Regions from separate parts of the Mus musculus genome. Here region 2 is linked to region 1. Evidence: chromatin contacts called from public ChIA-PET data. All regions are on one chromosome and are shown on one strand. The core of a region is the stretch at or near the end of the contact, and the rest is flanking DNA. Distances in the headings are between cores, read along the strand shown.

What was found. ChIA-PET counts read pairs in DNA pulled down with a chosen protein or histone mark.
Region 2: an RNA polymerase II ChIA-PET map of memory CD8 T cells shows a contact between it and region 1, with 21 read pairs. The contact joins two enhancer-like sites. A contact is called at or near these places in 2 of 39 promoter capture datasets (both in liver), 3 of 115 datasets of contacts at active chromatin or transcription factors (embryonic stem cells, memory CD8 T cells and pancreatic cancer cells) and 1 of 9 other capture datasets (pancreatic islet).

What each region holds. Positions count from the first base shown.
Region 1 is chr4:138,941,767-138,946,037 of GRCm38.p6, forward strand. No RefSeq gene overlaps it. Among named protein-coding and RNA genes, the nearest start is that of Gm33011, 5.3 kb to the left of the region's middle. Within about 2 kb of position 1,890, at least 99 of the 459 cell types and tissues checked have an H3K27ac peak or open chromatin away from gene starts, as enhancers often do. A contact at or near this core is called in memory CD8 T cells, where this site is marked.
Region 2 is chr4:139,206,026-139,210,296 of GRCm38.p6, forward strand. All of the region lies in intron 1 of Capzb (capping protein (actin filament) muscle Z-line, beta), which reads left to right. Among named protein-coding and RNA genes, the nearest start is that of Capzb, 15 kb to the left of the region's middle. Within about 2 kb of position 2,421, at least 131 of the 459 cell types and tissues checked have an H3K27ac peak or open chromatin away from gene starts, as enhancers often do. A contact at or near this core is called in memory CD8 T cells, where this site is marked.

The DNA.
Region 1 (4,271 bases), core at 640-3,139:
TTCCTAGCTGGCAGTAGGAAGCGCCCATAGCAGGTGAAACCATATAAACAGGGTGAAAACAGGCTCGAAAGGACACTGACCAGATATCCTTATGTGCATAGGGTACAAGGCTGACGGAGGAATGAGGATTAAAGCAAGCAGATTTTTGGAGACTCCTGAAACCATACATACAGTGGCTTCAGATTCCTGGCCACGGTATTTTATTTTATAGGTAGAAAAGCAGGCTAAAACACTGCCCTGTGACACCCAAGCAAGGCCTCCTGGACCCATGCAGGGATCAAGTTTCTCCGTCCCTCCCCCCACCTCCCCAGGCTTCAGCAAACAAGACAACACCTGCCTTCTCTTTGCTGCCAAAATGCAGTGTGAGACTCTTATGAACTATTAAACGGAATCCACCCATACAGATCAAATTCAAGGCAACAGGATGGAGACATTCTGCGGCTCAAAGTTAGTGTTTATGTAGTGGGTGTGTGCCGAGCTCCCTCACCATCAGACAGAAAATGTTCCGTCTCAGTCGTGAGCCCCACCTCCCTGGCTTCTGGAAAATTCCACCTTGGCCATGTTTTTTAGGCCCTCCTTTTTTCAGGGTTGTGCAAATGTCCTGAGGGAACTTGGGCCATCTGGAAGATTCAGGGAGGGGCCCTTCGGTCGTCAGCTAGAATCTGGTCAGGTCTGCCATCCTAGACTTATCTTCAAGGTGGCATCTCTGCTGCCTTGGAGCCAAACCCAGGCCAGGGGTCTCTGTGGTGGGACACCAGAGCCTCCCTGCACAGCCAGTGACTGACGATTCTCAGCAAAGTGTCTGCTGTCCTCATGTCCCAGCTCCCAAACAGCATCTCTGTCCTGTGCCTCCATGCATCCTGGGAAACTCTGTCAAAATCCTTCTCTTAGCCAGGTAGGTAGAGAGCCCTGGAATCCCACTGTTAGGCTGAGACAGGGACAAAGATCAGCCTGGCCAGGGTCGGAAAGACCCAAACTCCTGCTTGCTACAGCCCTTTACCCAGATGGCACCAAGTCCTGGTGGTACCAGCCCCCTTCCTGAAAGAATTCCATGTGCTCAAACCAGTACTGTATATGGAGAAAAACCAGTTCTTCGCCTGATTTGCCTGGGACTATAAGAACCTAGCAAGCAGCTTGGGTCCCGAGCTCTTCTCTACCCCCAGCCCTGGGAAGGGTGAACCTCGCCTGAAAGCTTGCCAATAAAGCTGAGCTTGTTTTAAGCTGCCAGCTCCGTGTGATCTGCATCCCTTGGCTTCTCACCCAGCACTTGGGTTGTGGAAGCAGGAGGATCAGGAGTTCACAGCCATCCTGGAACACAGAGACATAGGGGCTAGCCTGGGCTACAGGACGTTTTGACTTCCTTCTCACTCACATCTTCCTGCTGTTGATTCTGGGAGCTCTTAGAGTCCCACACAATCCAAATCTAACCCCAATTCTAGACATTGGTAGGGGACTTGTGATTAAAGAAGGCCTGGAAATATGTCCCCCTCCTGGCGCCCTTCTTAGCATCAAAATATAAATGAATAACACAGTGAACTATCACATGTGCACAGTAACGTGTGTGTGTGTCGTGCCTCCTCCTCACACTGTGGGTGAGTCAAGGATGCGTTCTAGCCAGGGTGGAGACTTGAACCTGAAGAAGAAAAGCATGAATCTCTGTCCTGTCCAGGTGACCGTGAGTGGCCTCCGTAGCACCTCTCTCAAACTTCCTGACAACTCCCACTGAAGAGCAGAAGTGCTTGAGAAAATGTCATGTGAATTTATTGATTTGTTATTAAATAAATAATATTTCAGAGAGCTCTATTTGTTCTTTGTGATGTGTCCTTCCCCACCCCCACCCCCACCCCACCTCCTTTAGAGCATACAGAACTAAGGTCTTCGAGCATAAGAACTTAGCAATCTGCTAAGGGCAATGTTCTAGTCAGCTTTTTTGCTGCTAAAATAAAACACCATAACCAAAAGCAACTTAAGAAGGAGGGTTTTCTTGCTCGCTCGCTCGCTTGCTTGCTTGTTTTGTTTAGGATGGTTCCTACAGAAAACAGAGCGAACTGAAAGTGAGGGGAGGGGATAAACTCAAAGCCCGCCCCCACTGACACACGCCCAGCAAGACTCCGCCTCCTAAGGGTTCTATAACCTCCCAGACAGCGCCACCAACAGGCGGTCCAATTGTTTAAAGACGAAAGTGTTCAGAGGCCTTTCCACAGAAGGCAGGAAGCTGACAGTGTCAGCCCTTGCTGAAGCTCTGTCCTAGGTCCCAACACGCACAGGACAAGGGTGTCCTCAGTTGCCAGCTCCGTCCAGTTTTTGACGGCTTCTGGGTGTGAAGCCCTCTCGATAAAGACCTCCTCTGCATACAGCTACCGATGAAAGGACCACCTTCCAGCCACCACCCCTTCACCCACGGTCTTTCTCATATTTAGATCTAAGAAATTCTGCCTCTGTTCCCTCTCTTTTGCATTCACAGCTATTTAAAGAGCACAAGGTCTCTGTTGACCGACAAAGCGACATCTCAGGCTACTCTTTTGCTGCAACACGGGTCTAGGATTACAAACCAGAACTTCACTCGGTGGAGAGCAGGGTGGCTCAGTGAAGTTGTTTCTTGTTTCTTGTTTGTTTGCTTGCTTGCTTGCTTTTGTTTTTTAAATTTTGGAAATGAAACCGAGTGTCTTACACTTTCAAGGCAAGTCCTCCGCCTCTGGGCTGCCCTCCCTAGCCCTGACTGCTTTTTGTCATGAATGAGTTTTGGAAGGGGAATGAAAGTTCTCACAACTGGGAAGAGCTCAGAGGAAGGATATGAGAGAGGGCGTTCCCAGGAGAGCACAGCGACCCTGCTCACCAAAGCCAGCGGAGCTCCGCCATCAATGTGGCTTCCGATCCAGGCTACCTACCACTGCCCATGTGGGTGTTGCCAGGTGGGGGGGGGGGAGCTCAGAACTTCATCCACTCAGGGCAAGCACTGAGTTGACTGAGCTCCACCTGCATTAAACAGTACGGTGGGTAAGAGGGCTTGCTGCCCTTCCAGATGATCAAGGTTCTGTTCCCAGCATCCACTTGGGCAACTCCCAACCACATATAACTCCAGGTTCAGGGGAGCTGACATTGTCTTCTGGTTTCTGAGGGCATTGTGCTCATGTGACATACTCATGCACACACACACACACACACACACACACACACACACACACACACACACAAATAAAATAAAATCTTTTAAAAATATAATTTGCCGGGCTTGGTGGCGCACGCCTTTAATCCCAGCACTCGGGAGGCAGAGGCAGGCAGATTTCTGAGTTCGAGGCCAGCCTGGTCTACAAAGTGAGCTCCAGGACAGCCAGGGCTCTACAGAGAAACCCTGTCTCGAAAAACCAAAAAAAAAAAAAATAATAAATAAATAAAAATAAATAAATAAATAAAAATATAATTTATTCATTCATGCAGCATTTGTATAATTAAAATTAAAGTGTACTCGAGATTTGATATCTCTTTTTATTTGGGGATTTTTTGCTTGTTTGTTTGTTTGTTTGTTTGTTTGTTTTGAGACAGGATCTAACTATGTAGCTCTGGCTGTCTTGGAACTCACTCTGTAGACCTTGGCTCGCTCAAGGCTGGCCTTGAACTCACAGATCCGCCTGCGCCTCCCAAGCGCTGGGATTAAAGATGAGCAGTTATACCCAGCTTGAGATTGGAGTCTTAGATTGTGCTTTGAGGCTGGCTTTTCCCAAAGCTGTGTCAAGAAGAGAATGATGAATGAAGACAGACACTGTCCTCAAATCAAGGTCACCACTTACCCAGCAACAATCAAAATGATTCCGACCTACAGGACAGCTCAAAACACCAAGTGAGTTTGCTCCTGTTAGCTTAAAAAAAAATCCCAAAATGTTCCTTGTGTATTTACTGCATGTTCAAGTTACAGAAGCAACTTATTAAACCACTGTCTTTAAAAGTTTAATAAACGCCCCTGGAACAGGATGAGGAATGCGCAATCGTGTGCTCACAGGGTGAATGAGGTGGGTGGATGGGGAGAAAACAAAAGAACAAATGAGCTTGGCTATAACTGCTTTTCATGTAAACACAGTTGGTCTTCGTTTCTATGGGTTCTGTTGAATTTGTGAATTCAACCACTGGGAGACAAAAGGCTTTGGGAACAACCTGGCATTTGCACTGACGCACACATATCTTCTTGCTAGTCACTGAACATGGCCATTACTCAGCGCCCAGGGCATTCAGCTCAGACAGTACTTGAGAGAGTGCTTACCCTGGTCTACTCTAAG
Region 2 (4,271 bases), core at 1,171-3,670, 260 kb after region 1:
TAACTCCAGCTTCAAAGGATCTGACGCCCTCTTCTGGCCTCCACGAGTATTGGAGAACACATGCACAGACATACACATTTTACAAACAAAACAAAATCCAAGTTCAGGGCCAGCCTGATCTCCATAGTGAGCTCCAGGACAGCAGGGCTACACAGAGAAACTCTGTCTTGAAAACCAAAAACCAAACAAAAATAAAAATGAGAGTGGACATGCGGGGTCTGTGCCTGCGGCGCCTGTTGGATGTATATATGTGACTAGTCTGCTTAGATCATGCTTTGCACAAAAGCAACTTAAGGAACATTTATTTGGGTTGGGGGCCCACAGTGTTGGGGAGCAGAGAGCGGGCAGGATGCATCTTTATTCACACAGGAAGCAGAATGTGAACAACCAGTCAGGAGAGCTATAAACTGTCAAAGCTGGCCCCACAGTGACATGCCTTCTCCAGCAAGGCTGCACCTTCTTAGAGTTTCACAGCCTCCCCAGACAGTACCGCCAGCCAGGGACCAAGTGTTCAGTACATGAGCCTGTGGGGGCTACTTCTCATTCAGATCACCGCAGGTGGGGAGGTGGGTGGTTCAGTACCCAACCCTCTTGGATACCAAAGGACCAACTGTACTGATTTTGGAGAGTTAAAAATAAGTCTCAAAGCAACTGTGGTGGTGCCTGGAGCTAACCCTGGCACCCAGTAGATTAAGCAGCGGAGCAGTAGGGGTTCAAGACCATCCTTAGCTACATGGTGAGTAGCTTGGGCTTCATGAGCCCCAACGTGGAAACAAAAAAAAAACAAAGCTACATGTGGTGGCACCACCTGTAATCGCAGCACCAGCCAGGGCCACATAGCCAGACCTTGTCTGTACCGAGTGCCCAATAAGAATGTTACCAGCTTCTCCTCATTGTAAGACTCTGTTCACAGCATGTGTCTGGAAGCCTGGCTTATGCACATCTTCCAGGGGGGATAGTTACAGTGCAGCTTTAAAAATAGGATTGGAACCCACGTGTGATAATGCATGCTTTATCTAGTCTCAGCCCTTGGAGGCAGCAACCCCAGGTTTGAGGCTAGCCTGGTCTACGTAGCAAGACCCTGACTCAAATAAGATTTAAAGATTTTTCCATGTGTTTTGTTTAAAGTTTTTTTGTTTGTTTGTTTTGTTTTGTTTTACAAATTTATGTCATATGGGCTGGGCATAGCACACATGTAGAGATGTAATGAGATGGAGGACAGCTGGCAAGAGTCAGTCATGTGCCCCCACCCCCAACACACACATACACACACACACTCTCTCTCTCTCTCTCTCTCTCTCTCTCTCTCTCAATTGAGTCCAGAGGTCATGGCCCTTAGGATATCAGGCTTGGTGGCAAGCGTCTTTACCTGCTGAGCCATCTCACTGGCCATTGTTTTGTTTGTTTTAAAGGGTCTTTTTTTTTTTTTTAACCTGCAGGATTTCTTTTTATTTATCTTGAATGTCTAGGGTCTCAGTGTACAAAAGTGCACCACCTGCATGCAGGTACCGTTGGAGGTCAGAAGAGGGCATCGGGCCCCTGCAAGGCAGCAAGTGCCCTTAACAAGAGAGCCATCGCTCCCGCCCAGTTGTTTTGAGACTTGCTTCTGTAGCTCAGGCTGTCCTAGAATTCTTTCTCTCTCAGCCTCCCGAGCATGGGTTGCAGGCCTGAACCCACTGCTCTGCTCTTCCACGCATTTCATCTTGTGTTTGGAGGAGAAGCCTAATCCCCGGAAGTACTGGACGTTTTCCAGTGAGTGAGTGCAGGACCGCTTTCTCCTCGCCTTGAGAGGTGTGTGCTTCCAACTCTGAGCTGGTCTGGCTCCTCTGGGAGTGCTGAGGCCCCGGGTGTCCAGGATGGTTTTAGATGAAGGCTCCATTCTTGATGGGGCAGAGTGGGTGGTTAGGAAGGCTCCTGGTGCTCTGCTGTCCCCTACCCCGTGGATTCAGGCTCCATCCTAGTGTCTGATATGGGTGTGCAAACAGATGTGGGGAGCATAATGAGGGGTGGTTCATGGACCCAAAGTGTGTTTCAAACCAAAAGAGTCCTGGTGATTTGGGCTCTCTGAACCAGGAGGTTTAAGGAGAACTTGTGGTCTCACTGTATGGGAGGTAAAGAAAGCATGTAGCAGGTTAGAAAGGGGCTATGTCATCTGTCACTTAGGCAAGGGGCTGGATGGCCGGCTTCCAGCAAGCTCTGCTGCTCACTGGAGGGGGCCTTCGCCACGGTGCCTTGGGGCCACAGTCAGGGCAATTAGGACTCAGAAATGGTTCCACTGAGTTGGCTGATAAGTGGTGTTGGGCGTTTGGGTCTGAGCATGTTTAAGGTGTGAAGATCATTGCTAGCTAAGTTTGGGGAAGGGAGGGGGCAGGGCATGTCTGTCCAGTGTCCTGTTACTCTGGCAGGGTGAAAGGCTCAGCCCCTCTGTGGTTTCTCATTTCTCGTTTTGGTTTTGCTTTAGCCTGCTGCTGGAGCACACTAAATGTGTTAGGGATGTGTTTTTCTGCTTGGCCAGCCTCCAGTTCGATACTTTCTGGGCTTGTGTGCCCTTTTATCACCATCTAATGTCTTTCTTTAAATCTGCTTTCCCTTCTTCCTAAACCAGACTCATCCATAAAAGGGCCAGTATGATGCTGCCCCTGTTAGATTTACTGTACAGAAGAAAAGCAGTGCCAGGCAAGGCCACTTACTCACCATTCCTACCATGACACTCCCTCAGGCCCCGTCTTCTGGATAGTATCCCCAGAAACAGTCAGGTAACAAGGGCACTGTGCGAGGACCCTGAAGTCCACATGTGCCACATGTGAGGTCGAAGCATCCCCCTCTATGCCACATCTCATTCTGCATCTTGGAGATAAGAGCACTGGAGTCCCTCCAGGCTCCAGAGTTGCAAGATGTCATTCATTTAGTGGGTCCCTCTGGTCACCTTGTTTCCTTGGAGGGCACTCTGGTGGTGAGGGAGCACGGGACTCTGACCTCTGTATGCAGTGAGCTTATTTGCTCAGAAAGGAAGTAGGAACTCAGGCTGTGTGTGTGCACTCTTACTCCCACATGGCTCTCAGTGATCCCCTTCAGGAAGCCTGCAGCTGGTGGGGTGAAGCTGAGGGAGTCAAGACCCACCTCTAGGCCCCTTCCTCCTTCCCACTGGGGCCCAGGAGCACAGATCTGTCTTCATATCTGATGTTTTCCTCCACACATCCCCAGGTCTGAATGGGTGTGGCTAGTGTTTTCTCTGCCTTAGCAACAAGCTGTTCTTGACTGTGTGAGCCTTGGCTCTCAAGCCATGCTGTCTGAATTTAAATCCTGCCCCTTTTCTTTTGAGTTTTGCATCTTTGGGCTCAGTGCCCTGGACCGCTTCCTCCCCATTACAGCCAGTCAGATGAGATGAAGCAGGGAATGCCTGTGTTTTACCTAGCATGTAGTCAGGCCTACAGTGTCAGTAATGAGGGAGCATGGGTCACATTACTGAGACATAGTAAGTGCTCAGTAAATGGTATCTGCTCTTCCCTGTGGTGATGGCTTGAGGTTCCCGGACAGGGAGAGCTGAATTCCAGGAGCAGAGGAAGTCGGTGTTTTGTTTTCCTCACATTTGGCTCTGGTTGGATCCAGAAGTGGCTTCTACCTCACAAGCAGTTCAGAAACACAACAGGAAACTAGCTTGGACCATACTGTCCTGCTGTATGTGTGTGCTGTGCACACCGCCCTGCTGTGTGTGTGTGTGTGTGTGTGTGTGTGTGTGTGTGTGTGCTGTGCATACCGCCCTGCTGTGTGTATGTGTGTGCTGTGCACACTGCCCTGCTGTGTGTGTGTGTGCTGTGCATACCACCCTGCTGTGTGTGTGTGTGTGTGTGCTATGTACACCACTCTGCTGTATGTGTGTGTGTGCTGTGCATACCGCCCTGCTGTGTGTGTGTGCTGTGCATATCGCCCTGCTGTGTGTGTGTGCTGTGCATACCGCCCTGCTGTGTGTGTGTGTGTGTGTGTGTGTGTGTGTGTGTGCTGTGCATACCGCCCTGCTGTGTGTGTGTGTGTGTGTGTGTGTGCTGTGCACACTGCCCTGCTGTGTGTGTGTGCTGTGCATACCACCCTGCTGTGTGTGTGTGTGTGTGTGCTATGTACACCACTCTGCTGTATGTGTGTGTGTGCTGTGCATACCGCCCTGCTGTGTGTGTGTGCTGTGCATACCGCCCTGCTGTGTGTGTGTGCTGTGCATACCGCCCTGCTGTGTGTGTGTGTGCTGTGCACACTGCCCTGCTGTATGTGTGTGTGCT